3 separate regions of the Mus musculus genome follow, and all the other regions are linked to region 3. A link is a contact called in public HiChIP or PLAC-seq and promoter capture Hi-C data. All regions are on one chromosome and are shown on one strand. Each heading gives the region's core, a stretch centred on a gene start, on an enhancer-like site or on the middle of the called end of the contact. The rest is flanking DNA. Distances are from core to core; before and after follow the strand shown.

Region 1 (4,246 bases), core at 1,232-3,731, 150 kb before region 3:
TGGTGGTGGTGCACAACTTTAATCCCAGCACCCAGGAGGCAGAGACAGGTGGATCTCTGTGAATCCGAGGCCAGCCTGGTATACACAGCTAGTTCCAGAACAGCTAAGGCTACACAAAGAAATCTTGACTCAAAACAAAACAAAACAAAACAAAACAAAAACAAAAACAAAAAACCAAAAAAAAAACAACAACAAAAATACCCAATGGGATAGACAGACAGGCAGATAAAAAATACCCTACATGAATGTATGAGATTTCCAAATAACAGAACAAGCTTTATTTCAAAATATAGCCATAATTTAGTCAATTTTTAAAGTCACACTAGGAAGTCACAGTAATGGCAATGGTGGAAGCTGGCCGACTCTGCCTGACAAGTTCCTCTGGTTCTCTTTTAAAGGTGATGCTCAGAGTATTTAGTGTGGATTTCGTAAGAGAATCCAAGAAGAGCAATCTCAATAGCTTTGCCAGGGTTTGGACAAAAGATCTTGAAAAACCTAAGTCACTGTGCCCTGGCTCATCTTCCAGCCCTGGAGACAAGTCACAGCCAGAAGCCAGATGGCCTTCCCATCTCCCCAGCTAATATCTATATTGTAATCTAAATGTAATCCAGAAAAATTACAGCTCATACCAGGGAATAAATTAGCATGGAATGTGAGCTGCCCTCACTCTTTTGTATATTTACTCTTGTTGGGGGTGCCTCTTCCAGTGTGCTAAGATGGACTATTAATAATCATGGCAAGTATCTGAGGCTGGAGGTACAACCAAGATTTCCACCATGCTAGACCCAGAGAAGGTTAGTTACTATATCTCTATAAAGGAGGAAAATAGGGCAACATGAAAGCAGAGAAAAATGAGTGTTCCGAGAGAGACCCCTGGATTTTGTGTGTACTTTTTGATGACTACTGACTGGACTGATGAATTGACTCTGGCACAGTGTAATCTGACGATGGAACTCATCTGAATGCCATTACAGATTAGGGAAAACAATCATGAGTTTGTGCAATTAATCCAAGTCTCTGGCTGAAAGACAAGTACCAAAGACCAGAATCTCACCAATGTACACTGAACTAATACCTAACATCTGAACTTTGTCTGAAAATAGGTCCAAAGTCCTTTCAAGGTTAAATAGATCTTTGCATAGAGTTTGCTTTCCAACAGCCAAAAATTGTGCTGCAAAGTTGCGGAGAAAGAGAGGACCATGCCCACCAGATCCAATAGTGCCTCCTGCTGGAAATGATCAGAACTTCCCATTAGGTCAAACGACCTCAGCTTCTACAAACAGGCTTCATGCTGCTTAAAAGGTTCCCCTTCATATTTAGCGTCACCACACCAGACGTTTGCATAATTCATACTGAACTGCATTTGTGCATTACTTATGTTTTCTTCAAACCGCCCTGAATTACTTAATGTCCAGCTCATTGCCAACTTTCCCAATCCTTCCTGGGGTTTGTACAAGCTGTTCTCTTTGCCAAGCAAACACCTGCCCTTGGTTAAACTCTTCTTTCAGAGTTAAGATGAAAGTTGACTTCTAAGAAGTCTTGCTTAATGATAAAAATTAGACTTATCAGCTACTGTTCTAAGTTCTTTCAAATCATTAAGGTTAACTGCTGGAAATGGGGACGATTATATGTTACATGAGAGTAGAAATTGAGGCAGAAAGGAAATTTGTAAAAGTGTTAGAAAAATGAGCCAGGAAGTTTGTGGTAAAGAAAGGAAACGTTAATGCCTGACTGGAGAACAAGGTAGTTAAGAAAGATGATGGAGAGGGTGCAGAGATGGCTCAGTGCTTAAGAGCATATAACTGCTCTTCCAGAGGCCCCAGGTTCGATTCCTCTACCCAAATGGCAGCTCACAAAGGTCTGTACCTGCAGTTATGTGGGATCTGATGCCCTCTTCTGGCCTCCGCAAGCACATGGTGCAGACAATTAGGAAATACAGTAGAAGGCTGCTCTTTGGGGCATGATCTGCTCAAGTCTCTGTAAATGCTTGCTTTAGTTCTTTTGTACTAACATAAGGGGCACTCTTGGACTGTGAATCCTAGGATCATATAGCTCAAGTGAATGGTCACTGGAGCCCAAGCAGTCTTGAGGTGCAGCCACGTCCGGCTCGATCAGTTTCCAAGTATGACAATTTGCCTCCAAAATAGTCGCGTAAAGGATAGTGTGCATCGAGACACGGGAGAGCTCAAGGCCTGCCTTCCATCATCCCAAGATCGAATGCTGTGAACATCTCCATACTGGTTCCTCCGGTTGTTGCCTTAGGGAGAGGAACGTAAGCCTTCCCCCATTGCTTCAGTGGAAAAAATCTCTCCTCACAGACTCGGCGCCCAGAGGGCTGACCACAGCCCGCCAGGTTCATACCCGGAAGCTTCGCACCCCCAAATTGAGCGCGCGCAGAGGCGGCAAGGGTGGCGGGAAGCGCCTCCGCCCCGTCCCGTCCACTAGTCCGTGTCGGGGGCGTGGCGATAACAAGCCCCGCCCACACCAAGCTGGCCCTCTCGGCAACCGGCACAACACAACAAAATGGCTGCTGTGCTGTCGGTCTCCTGAGGGGAAGTATCCCGGCGTCTCCGCCTCGCCCCTCCCGCTAGGCCGTTCCTTCCCGTGCTGAGGCGGTGAGTGTACTTCGGCGTCCGGACCGAGCCTGGGTGGCGGGCGGCAAAGGCCGGAAAGCCCTGGTCCAGCGTGAGGTGTGCCGGCTCCGGACGCATTCGGGGCGGGGGAGTGTGCTTGGAAAGGGGATTGGACGGGAAGGAGGAGGGCCGGGGCCGGCGTGGGCAGGGGAGGGAGGGCAGGGGAGGAGAGGCGTGCACAGCCTAGGTCGGGGCGCTGCTGAGTCGCAAAGTTGGGGTGCGGCGCTTAGAAGGATGAGGTTCCCGCAGAGAGGGAAGAGTGCCGGGGTGTGTCACCGTCTGCGGGATAACTGCGATGGAGATGGGCTGGCGGTCCTGAGGGCTCTGCTGTTTAACCTCAGTTCTGTGACTCTGAGCTTGTTCCTTTTTTCCTTTTTGAAGCATGTGTGGATGATGGGGGTGGGGGGACGGACACGGGACACATATCGTGATGCGCATATGGAGGGCAAAGGACAACTTTGTGGAGTCGGGTTTTCTCCACTTTTCCGTGGGCTACAGATACAGAACTTAGAACGTCAAATTAGCACAGAAAATGCCCTTACCCACCGAGCCATCTCACTGGGGCTCTGGGCATGTCCCTTAACCACTTCCTAGATGTCTTAGTTAAGGTTTCCATTGCTGTGGTAAGACATTGTGACAGAAAGCAACTCCGGGAGGAAAGGGTTTATTTGGCTCCCATGTCTCTGGTTGCAGTGCATTCTATATCACTAGACAATTCAATTATTTTGTATCCTACATCATAGTCTTCTCTTAAAAAATCTGAAATTATAAACCATCTAGAATTATTCTTATCAAATCCTCATTAAATTATTATGAGGTCCTATGTTACTTCCCCTGATTAGTAAATTATTACTTCTAAGTAATGATTCCTATAGAATTAGGGAAGTATTCAGTGGGTTCCAGAAACCTGGATCACTGAAAGATTAAGTGATGGTTCCACACCCCTGCTTCCCTCCCTGAGTTGCCATAGCTCCTGTGAAGTCTGCATGTAGAAACACACACTATCTCATAGGCTGACCCTCTCAGTGAATCAGGGTTCTGAGAATGGACAGCACTTATGGACAGAAATAGAATCTGCAAGGACAGCTTCGTTGGTTGCAGATGAGCATTTGTCTTATTTGAAGATGGTCTGATACCACACTCAGCTAGTTTTTTCAAAAGTATATTGTTAAACTGGGCTTTCAGTTTCGTTTTGTACATGAAGGTAGTATTTGGCTATAGGGAAACTCAAGGCCAAAGGAAAGCAGCCTCAGGCCAAATTCAACTTATATAAAGATTTGTATGCAACATTCTATTACAATATCCTTTTCTGATACCAACTTGTCATTGGATTGAAAACTACTTAATATACTATCTCACTAAATATTTTTTTTCCTAAAAATTAGCTGTACGTTTGAGAACTGAGGGTCTACATTAGGTTGCCCAAGGTGATGTTTAAAGGGAACAAAAAGGAATTGTGGAGGAGCGCTGACATTTAGAGGAAGTAGAGGAACATGAGCCAGCAAAGGAGGCCATGGAGTAGAACAGGGTTATGTCAGTAGAGCATGGTGTCCCAGACCAGCTTCTGGGAGGATAGAGTGCTTACAAGTGTTGGTTGTCAAATATTCCTGTAT
Region 2 (3,704 bases), core at 784-3,283, 150 kb after region 3:
GAACCTTTGTAATATAGGTCTACTTCCCCCATATCCTTTCTTTTCCATTACCTCTGGTGGGTGGTGGGTTACAAGGAAGGTTAAAGCGTTTAAGAACTATCATTAAAAATAGGATTTGAAAAAGTTAAAGTTACAAAATGGCACCCAGTTCTTCCCCTGAGAACCTTCAGTATAGTGGGTGCTCAACCCTGCCATGCCACTCCTCAGCTCTGTGGCCTCTCGGGCCCTACTGGCTTGAAACTGAGTGGAAACCCAGTGTCCACCTTGGCTATTTGAAAGTGAGAACCTCCTTTGAGCAGGAAGACAAAACAGCGCTATTAAAAATTAAAGCAAAATTAAAAATTGAAACATTCTATTTCCCGGTCATTAATTGTTCAGTTCCACTGGCAATTTCAGCATGTCAGTGGCGCGTGACGGAGAAGCCAGACAACAGCCTGGAAGTGCAGGTGGGAGCAGGTGGGAGGCAGGATGAGGGGACTCCAGTTTCTAGGGGGAAACTGTGCCTGAAGCAAGCTCAGTCATCAAAACCCACAAGCACATCCCCTCAAAGAAGCCACTGTGATACTATCAACTGCCTGAGCCAAGACCGCCATGATAAGGTTCTAAAGAGCGGGAGGAAACGGTGCTATGTGACACTCAAATGCCCTTCCTTCTGCACTGGGCACTCAAACTGTGTGACCTCTGTATGGCCAGGTCCACCATAGGGGGCAAAAACTTCAGGAAAATGACCACCTCCTGCAATAGAGCATCCGGGTCTCTAGGTTACTAGGAGTTCATGCCCAACTGTATGTCTTCATGCACAGGTACATTAGTGGTATCCACGGGTTAGCTAGAGGAAGTATTACAATTCTGTGTATTAGGCTGGACAGGTGGCTCGGCAGGCAAAGGCACTTTCGTGGGAGCTGACAGCCAGAGTTTGATCCCAGGAACACACACAGTGGAAGGAGAGAACCAACTCCCACAGGTTGTCCTCTGACTTATACATGCGGGCCTTGCCACACACAAATAAATGAATCGATGTTTAAAATTCTTATGAAGCACACAGTAGACTGAGGAAAGATGTGGAACACACATCACACAAGCTGTACAATCCCAATAGAGAGGTAATGTCAGCACAAACAGCGGAGGTGGCTATGGAAGGGAGAGAGGCTGTGGAAAGAATCTGAGAGGGAGAATTGATAATAGAATTTTACTGTTGGTGGACAACGGAAAACTTCTCCCAGGCTAGGACTGAGGTATTTAAGAAGATGGGAAATGAGAAAGAAGAGGTTGGGGCGGAGCTGAGATATCTACAGCAGCCATCTCTAGCTGTCTAGCCCTGGGTTTGTGGGGGGGCGGGGGTGTCTTACCTCCATAGGCACCATCTCTAGCTGTTTAGCTCTTAGACATCATCCCCATAGCTGCCATCTCTAGCTGTCTAGGCCCCGGACCTCATCCCCATCTAAGAGGCTTAGCAAAGCTGCAGTGCTCCCAACATTTTACACTCATAGTGTCCCAGGCAGCTACTCCATGCCCAGCCTATGGTAAGATACGGGCAGGATGGAATTCTCAGTCTTGCACACTGGCATGAATCTCCTGAGAACTCAGTGGACTTGCCAGAACATCTCCAGTTTCTCCAGAGCCTGAGCTCCGTCAAAAAGAACGAGGCACTGTTCTCTCCTTCCTCTACAGCTGTGCCTCACCCCTTGAGAGGTCTCTTTCTCTGCCTGCTCCTCCAGGGCTGAGACAGAACACACCCGGTCCTACTCCTCTGCCCCAATGACCTCATCTGTGACTACAGATCTCCCTGCTACCTGTAGCCTGATGACACCTCACCTTCTGTCTTCAGCTCATCTTCAGCCAAGCTCATGAGCAGCTGAGGCTTTCCACCCAGAAACTCCTTAACACATACACGACACAGTGCCACCTCTCAGGTCCTAAGCCTGTGGCAGTTCCTAATGTCCATTTCCTAGAAGAACCATCAATCACAAGTCTCCCAGGGCTGACAGTCGCCCTGGGCAGCTCTGATCACACCTTTCCCGTCAGCTGATCACATGACCTTAACATCTACTGCCCTCTAGGACTATGACGTACACACACCCCACCCCTCTACCCACTCCCCACTTCCTGCCCATCCCGTCTCCTCCCTTCTTTCCTGTCTTCTTTCGATATTAGTCCTTGGGATCAACCCAGGGTCGCATGCATGCTAACTACATACTCCGCTACTGAGCTAAGAAACCCCAGTTCTGAGATGAGGAACTTCTTAAACGTATCATAGTGTCCCCAACACAGTGCCTAACACAGTATCTTTTAAAGCTTTAATTTGAAAGAACTACAAGTTTGGTTGTGATCAAGTGAAGAAATAGTTTATATTATATGCAAATAATACACATATGCACAGAAACAAAACTCTACTTACAAACACTCATCCTTAGGGTATGCACTTTGATCATCTCTTATACTTCAATGCTATGTGTAGGTGTGTGTGTGACGTGTATGTAGTGTGTGGGCATGCAGATTCCACAGCCCACATGTGGAGGTCAGAGGACAACCACAGGTGACAGTTCTCACTTCCCACCATGTTTGAGGCAGGGTTTCTTGGGGGTTCCCACTTCCTAAAGCAGCCTGACTGACCTAAGACCTTCCAGGGATTCTCTTGTCTGTATTTCCACCTTTATGCTTGGGCTCACACACGCAGGCCACTGCATCTGGCTTCACACAGCTTCCAGGGGTCTGACCTCCAGTTTGCACACTAGCACGGCAAGTGCTTTGCCCGCTGCACCAACGCTACCATTCCTTGCTTGTTTTTAAAGTCTGTTTAGGCTTGATACTTCGGCTGCTTTCTGAGAACGTGAGTGGGTAGCGAGCAGCAGTTTGGAAAACACCAGCTACCATTTCCTAGTTTCTGATAGACACGCGTTCTCTGCTTGTGTACGGAGTGGATTCCTGGCTCTGGGATCTCCTAGCTCATAATTTCTACCTCATGGATATGTTTTAGCTGAATCTAGAGAGAGTTTTCTTGGCTCACCCTAGACCTTGTCATTTTCTCAGCAGCATCCTATGTGGCCTGTAAAGTCCTTAACACCCAGTGTTTATGTTTAACCTACCACTGGCCATTTCCTGCTGCAATTACCACAGTGTTCAGTCTGGTTCAAAGCACCCAGATCTTAGTTTCTTAGCCAAAGCCCATTGAGGAAGGTCTACCCACTCCTGCCAGCATCCCCTCCTGCCAGCACCCCCTCCTGCCAGCATCCCCTCCTGCCAGCACCCCCTCCTGCCAGCATCCCCTCCTGCCAGCACCCCCTCCTGCCAGCACCCTCTCCTGCCAGCACCCCCTCCTGCCAGCACCCCCTCAGCACTCCCCTCAGCATCTCCTCAGAACCCCACTCAGCACCCCCCACCCCAATCTCCTGTCTGTCCTTACTTTGGATTGAACCAGTCCCATAGCTGAGGCTCTTCAATGCGATCTCCATTTCTACCCTTTTCTCTCCGTCCTTCTACGTTGTCTTCTTGATAACTGTGGGTCCTGTGGACAAAGGTAGGACAAAGTTGGTAAGGACAGGTGGCTTCCATGACTCGTGTCTCAAGGGAAAGAAGGCATCACTCACACCACTGGGTGGACTGGAGGACTCAGGGCACTGACCCCTTGATCCCTACACACTTCTGATAAAAGGTACAGCATTTGCCTCTCTGGCCACCATGTGGGTCAGGGGCTGAGGTTCCAG
Region 3 (3,848 bases), core at 17-2,516:
GAACAGTGGTCTGTGCAAGGACACGCACTGTTACAGGGAGAACTGTACACAGGAGGGAGGACGTGGTGTTTCCTGGTCATCTGGAGCCTGTGGGTTCCTCCCCCTAACTCCAGAAGGGAAATTTGGCTCTTAGATGACATGTTGTCTGGCCATAGAGATGGTATCATTCAGGCCTGTAGCGCTTTGCTGAGACATTGATCTCTGGTTTTCTTCAAGGAAACTCTTCTGGCCCCAGCCCACAATTTTTGAGTATTTGCTGACTGGAGGTGATAAGTTAGAGGGCAAGAGAATGAAAGAGAAATTACAAGTGATAGCTTAGGTGTGTGTGTGTGTGTGTATGTGTGTGTGTGCACGTGTGTGCATGTGTGTACTCTGGTGTGCATCCATCAGTGCATTCACAGAGGCCAGAGGTCAATTCCAAACATCTCCTATCACTTTTTACTTTATTTTTTATTACGTTTGTATTTGCTATTAATTTATTATTACTGTGTGGGTGTGTGATATATGTGTGTGGGCACACACATGGAAGTCTGAGAACAGCTTTGTAGAGTCCATCTCCCTTTCCACCTTTACTTGGGTCCTGGGAACCAAACTCTGGTCATCAGGTGTGTGTAGGAAGTGGTCACTCTGCTTAGCCATTTCTCTGGCCCCTCTGTGAACCTGGTGTTCAGCAATTCAGTAGGCTGACTGGCCAAGGAGCTCCAGGGATCTACGGGTCTCTCTAGTCCCCTGACTTCAGCCCTGGAGATACAGATGTGCCTCCCCCCTCCCCTGCCCTCGCCTGCAGCTGTTACATGTGTGCTGGGGCCTTGGCATGCACAGTTCGGGAACGCTGGAGAGGCCTCGGGACTATTTATAAACACATATGTTCTTTACCATCAACAGGTCTGCAGAGTGTGGATCAGTCTCCTATCTATTTTTAGGAAATTAATGCTCCTGGACCCAGGCAAGGTCTTTTGTTAGCTGGGCACCCAGCCAGAACTGCATTCTTCCTTTCTACTGTTTGACAAACTCTTAGACATCCCCAAGAAGCGCTGGAAAGGGAGTCGCCCTGTTACCTTGTAAGAAAATGTGGGCTGAAGCAGAGAAAAGCGGGTCCCAGGAGTTACGTGTGGTGGTGGGGGGTGGGGGTGGGGGTAGCTGGGCCATCAATGTTTAGGCAGCCGAGGGAGGTTAAGTAAAAATATCTCCTTCCTTCCAGCTGAATGAGCGTGTGTCATATTTCAGCCTGATGTGGTTTGTGAACTTGGAGACCACAGGCAGGCTTAGTTCCTTCTGCCTCTGACTTCCCCTCCCCCTCTTCTTGAGAGACGTGCCTACTTGCTCCTGCCCTGCCTTGGACCACAGGGGCAATTGCAGGGTAGGGGAGAGAAAAGCAGAGGGTGTGGTGGGTGAGGCTAGGCAGCTAAAAGCCTGGGTTGGGGTCCCTGTCTGTGCGCTGACAAAACGAAGGGTAAGGTTTGGTGCCGGCGTGCTTTTTTAATGGACTCCAGCTATCCTAAAACTCACTCTGTAGATCAGGCTGGCCCGGAACTTAGAGAGATCCACTTGCCTCTGCTCCTGAATGCTGGTATTAAAATTGTGTCCCAACATATCTGATCAGTTTTCGGCTTTGTTTTGTTATTTTTTTATTTTTTCTGGTTATTGTCTCTCCTAATCTGGCTTTTTTGAGAAGACTCCAGAAGGGTCTGAGCCATGGAGCCTGGTGGGAAACTGTTATGAGGGAGCCTGGCTGGAGGGAGTGGGCTTCCTTTATTTTGCTAAGTTGGTTAAGCAAAGGGTGTCTCGTTACTTTCCAACCTCAACAGATCTATCATTTGGTTCAAGTACTTATCAAGCAAAAGATATATATATTCCATGTAAGTCAGCCTTGAGGGTGGGGCTCTTGATTTCTCTGTTGTAGAGGCTGTGGCTGTGGCTGGGCTGGGCTGAGTAAATACTAATTAAATTTGCAGGGTGGCTTAGTGGCCTGACTGGGGGATGTGCTTCATCTCTTCATGGGCCTTCCTTCCTCATGGTAACAAGAGCTTGTGATAGAAAATTTGGAAAATGAATTTCTTTTAAAGGATAAAACCAAAACCAACTAAACAAAACCAAAGAACTATCCATAACTGCCACCACTACAAAATTTGGTATGTTTCCTTCCTGTATTTTCCTTCTTAAAAAAGATTTATTTCATTATTTTTATGTGTATATAATTGTTATCTGTCCATTGCCTGTCCATGGAGTAAGTCCATCCTAGTGAGCAATTTTTTAATATGTTCTTTAAAAATTTTTATTTACATTTGTGTGTGTGTGTGTGTGTGTGTGTGTGTACATGCCAAGGCAGGGGAACAGAGGTCAGAAGACAACTTTATGGAATATATTCTCTCCACCCTGGGGGTCATGAGTCTTGCAGTAAATGCTTCCACCCACCGAGCTACTGCTTGCCCCTGAGTTCTTCCTTCATTATTACAAATGGAGCTCCTGGCTCAGTTGTGATGTGTTTTATAGCTTTTGTTACATTTTGCCAAATTGTTACTCAGGAAGAATAACAGTGGTCCCTGTTCCTAGCACACTTGGTGGGGAAATGGTATTCTTGAAGGAGTACTGTAGCTGGGTATCTAAAGTCTAGCTGTTCTAGACTTCTGATCCAGGGACCACTTTCCTAAAACATTAGACTTCAGTTCATTCTCTCAACAAATCTTTTGCACAGCCAAGTATCAGAAAAAGGTAGAGTTGAGATTCTAGGTCAAAGAGCAGAGGGAACCTGGTTCAGTCCTGAGTAGTTTGCCTCTCTAGGCTTTGGTTTCCAGAGTAAAGTTAGGATTTCAACACCAGCTTCCTACATTTTTTGTTAGTTTGTTTTTAGGGTTTCCTATAGCCCAGGCTGGCTAGTCACTATGTTGCTGAAAATAACCTGAACTCTTACCTCCACCTCCCAAGCAAGGATTACAGTCATGCACCACTGTGCCTGATAGCATGCAGTCCTGAGGACTGAACCCAGAGCTCCATGCTGGGCAAGCACTCTCCCAACCGGGCCCCAACCCATTCCTAGGGTCTTGAGGAGTGATGACATGGTACTTTGCCAGGATAGACCATTCAGACTCTTGGAATTTCTGTTTTCTCATCTGATTTAAAATACCCTGGGACCAAAGCAAAAGGGAGAGGGCCATTGTTTTTTGTTGTTTTGTTTTGTCTTTTTTTCTTCTTTTTTTTTGTGATCATGTGTACTTGGCTTCTCGAGCTTCAGGCCAGGAAGTAGAAGCCAGTTGATGCATGCCATTCAGAGTAGGGTTTTCATGGGCTAGCCTGGGCTCTGTGCCCTTTGCATTCTCCTAGAGCATTTCTCAATAAAGCATGAGAACACTCCATTCTAGAACACTCCTTTAGAAGTTGGGAACTGCCTGCCTGACTCTATAAATGGTCTTTTTTAAAAACCTTGTAGAACTCATGGTTGCATAAAATTCCATTCTCATAGCTGTAAATGGTATTTTAGATGCAGCAGGGCTGCATTTGGGAGCTTTTTAGAAATGTTGAATCTCAAGCTCTGCCCTTAGCGTGGCCATATTTAGCAACTAAGAAAACAGGATGCTAGTTAAATTAGAATTTCAGATAAAGAATGAATAATGATTTAGTATTACCATCTTCTTTGCAATATTTGGGGGCACATGTATAAAGAAAAATCTGTGCATATCTGTAGTTCAAATGTAAATGGACATGAAGTAGTTTATCAGGCAGTCCTACCTCCTTCCCGTCTGCTGGATCAGTTCTGCACTCCACCAGGAGGCTCCTGGGATAGTCTTACACAGTTTCAAGGGTGGGAAACATTGTTGCTAGAGGCCCTGATGTCAAACCAAGCTGAATTC

Evidence for each region. Promoter capture Hi-C pulls out the DNA fragments that hold promoters and counts their contacts. HiChIP or PLAC-seq counts read pairs in DNA pulled down with a chosen protein or histone mark.
Region 1: a contact with region 3 is called in a promoter capture Hi-C map of pre-B cells, with 3 times the contacts expected there. The contact joins the promoter of Cntrl here to the enhancer-like site in region 3. A contact is called at or near these places in 2 of 39 promoter capture datasets (liver and pre-B cells), 1 of 484 Hi-C or Micro-C datasets (LSK cells), 1 of 115 datasets of contacts at active chromatin or transcription factors (the SCID.adh cell line) and 2 of 9 other capture datasets (adipose tissue and pancreatic islet).
Region 2: a BATF HiChIP or PLAC-seq map of CD8 T cells shows a contact between it and region 3, with 5 read pairs. The contact joins two enhancer-like sites. A contact is called at or near these places in 1 of 39 promoter capture datasets (liver), 3 of 115 datasets of contacts at active chromatin or transcription factors (CD8 T cells, effector CD8 T cells and memory CD8 T cells) and 3 of 9 other capture datasets (adipose tissue, embryonic stem cells and liver).

What each region holds. Positions count from the first base shown.
Region 1 is chr2:35,107,015-35,111,260 of GRCm38.p6, forward strand. Cntrl (centriolin) reads left to right here and starts at 2,482. Exons shown (of 44, transcript NM_001379274.1): 1 at 2,482-2,615.
Region 2 is chr2:35,409,923-35,413,626 of GRCm38.p6, forward strand. Ggta1 (glycoprotein galactosyltransferase alpha 1, 3) reads right to left here. Exons shown (of 8, transcript NM_001145821.2): 6 at 3,404-3,505. Among named protein-coding and RNA genes, the nearest start is that of 4930402F06Rik, 15 kb to the left of the region's middle. Within about 2 kb of position 2,034, at least 24 of the 459 cell types and tissues checked have an H3K27ac peak or open chromatin away from gene starts, as enhancers often do. A contact at or near this core is called in CD8 T cells and memory CD8 T cells, where this site is marked.
Region 3 is chr2:35,258,640-35,262,487 of GRCm38.p6, forward strand. It overlaps a transcript of Gsn not described here. Among named protein-coding and RNA genes, the nearest start is that of Gm39795, 13 kb to the right of the region's middle. Within about 2 kb of position 1,267, at least 86 of the 459 cell types and tissues checked have an H3K27ac peak or open chromatin away from gene starts, as enhancers often do. A contact at or near this core is called in CD8 T cells, the SCID.adh cell line, memory CD8 T cells and 1 more, where this site is marked.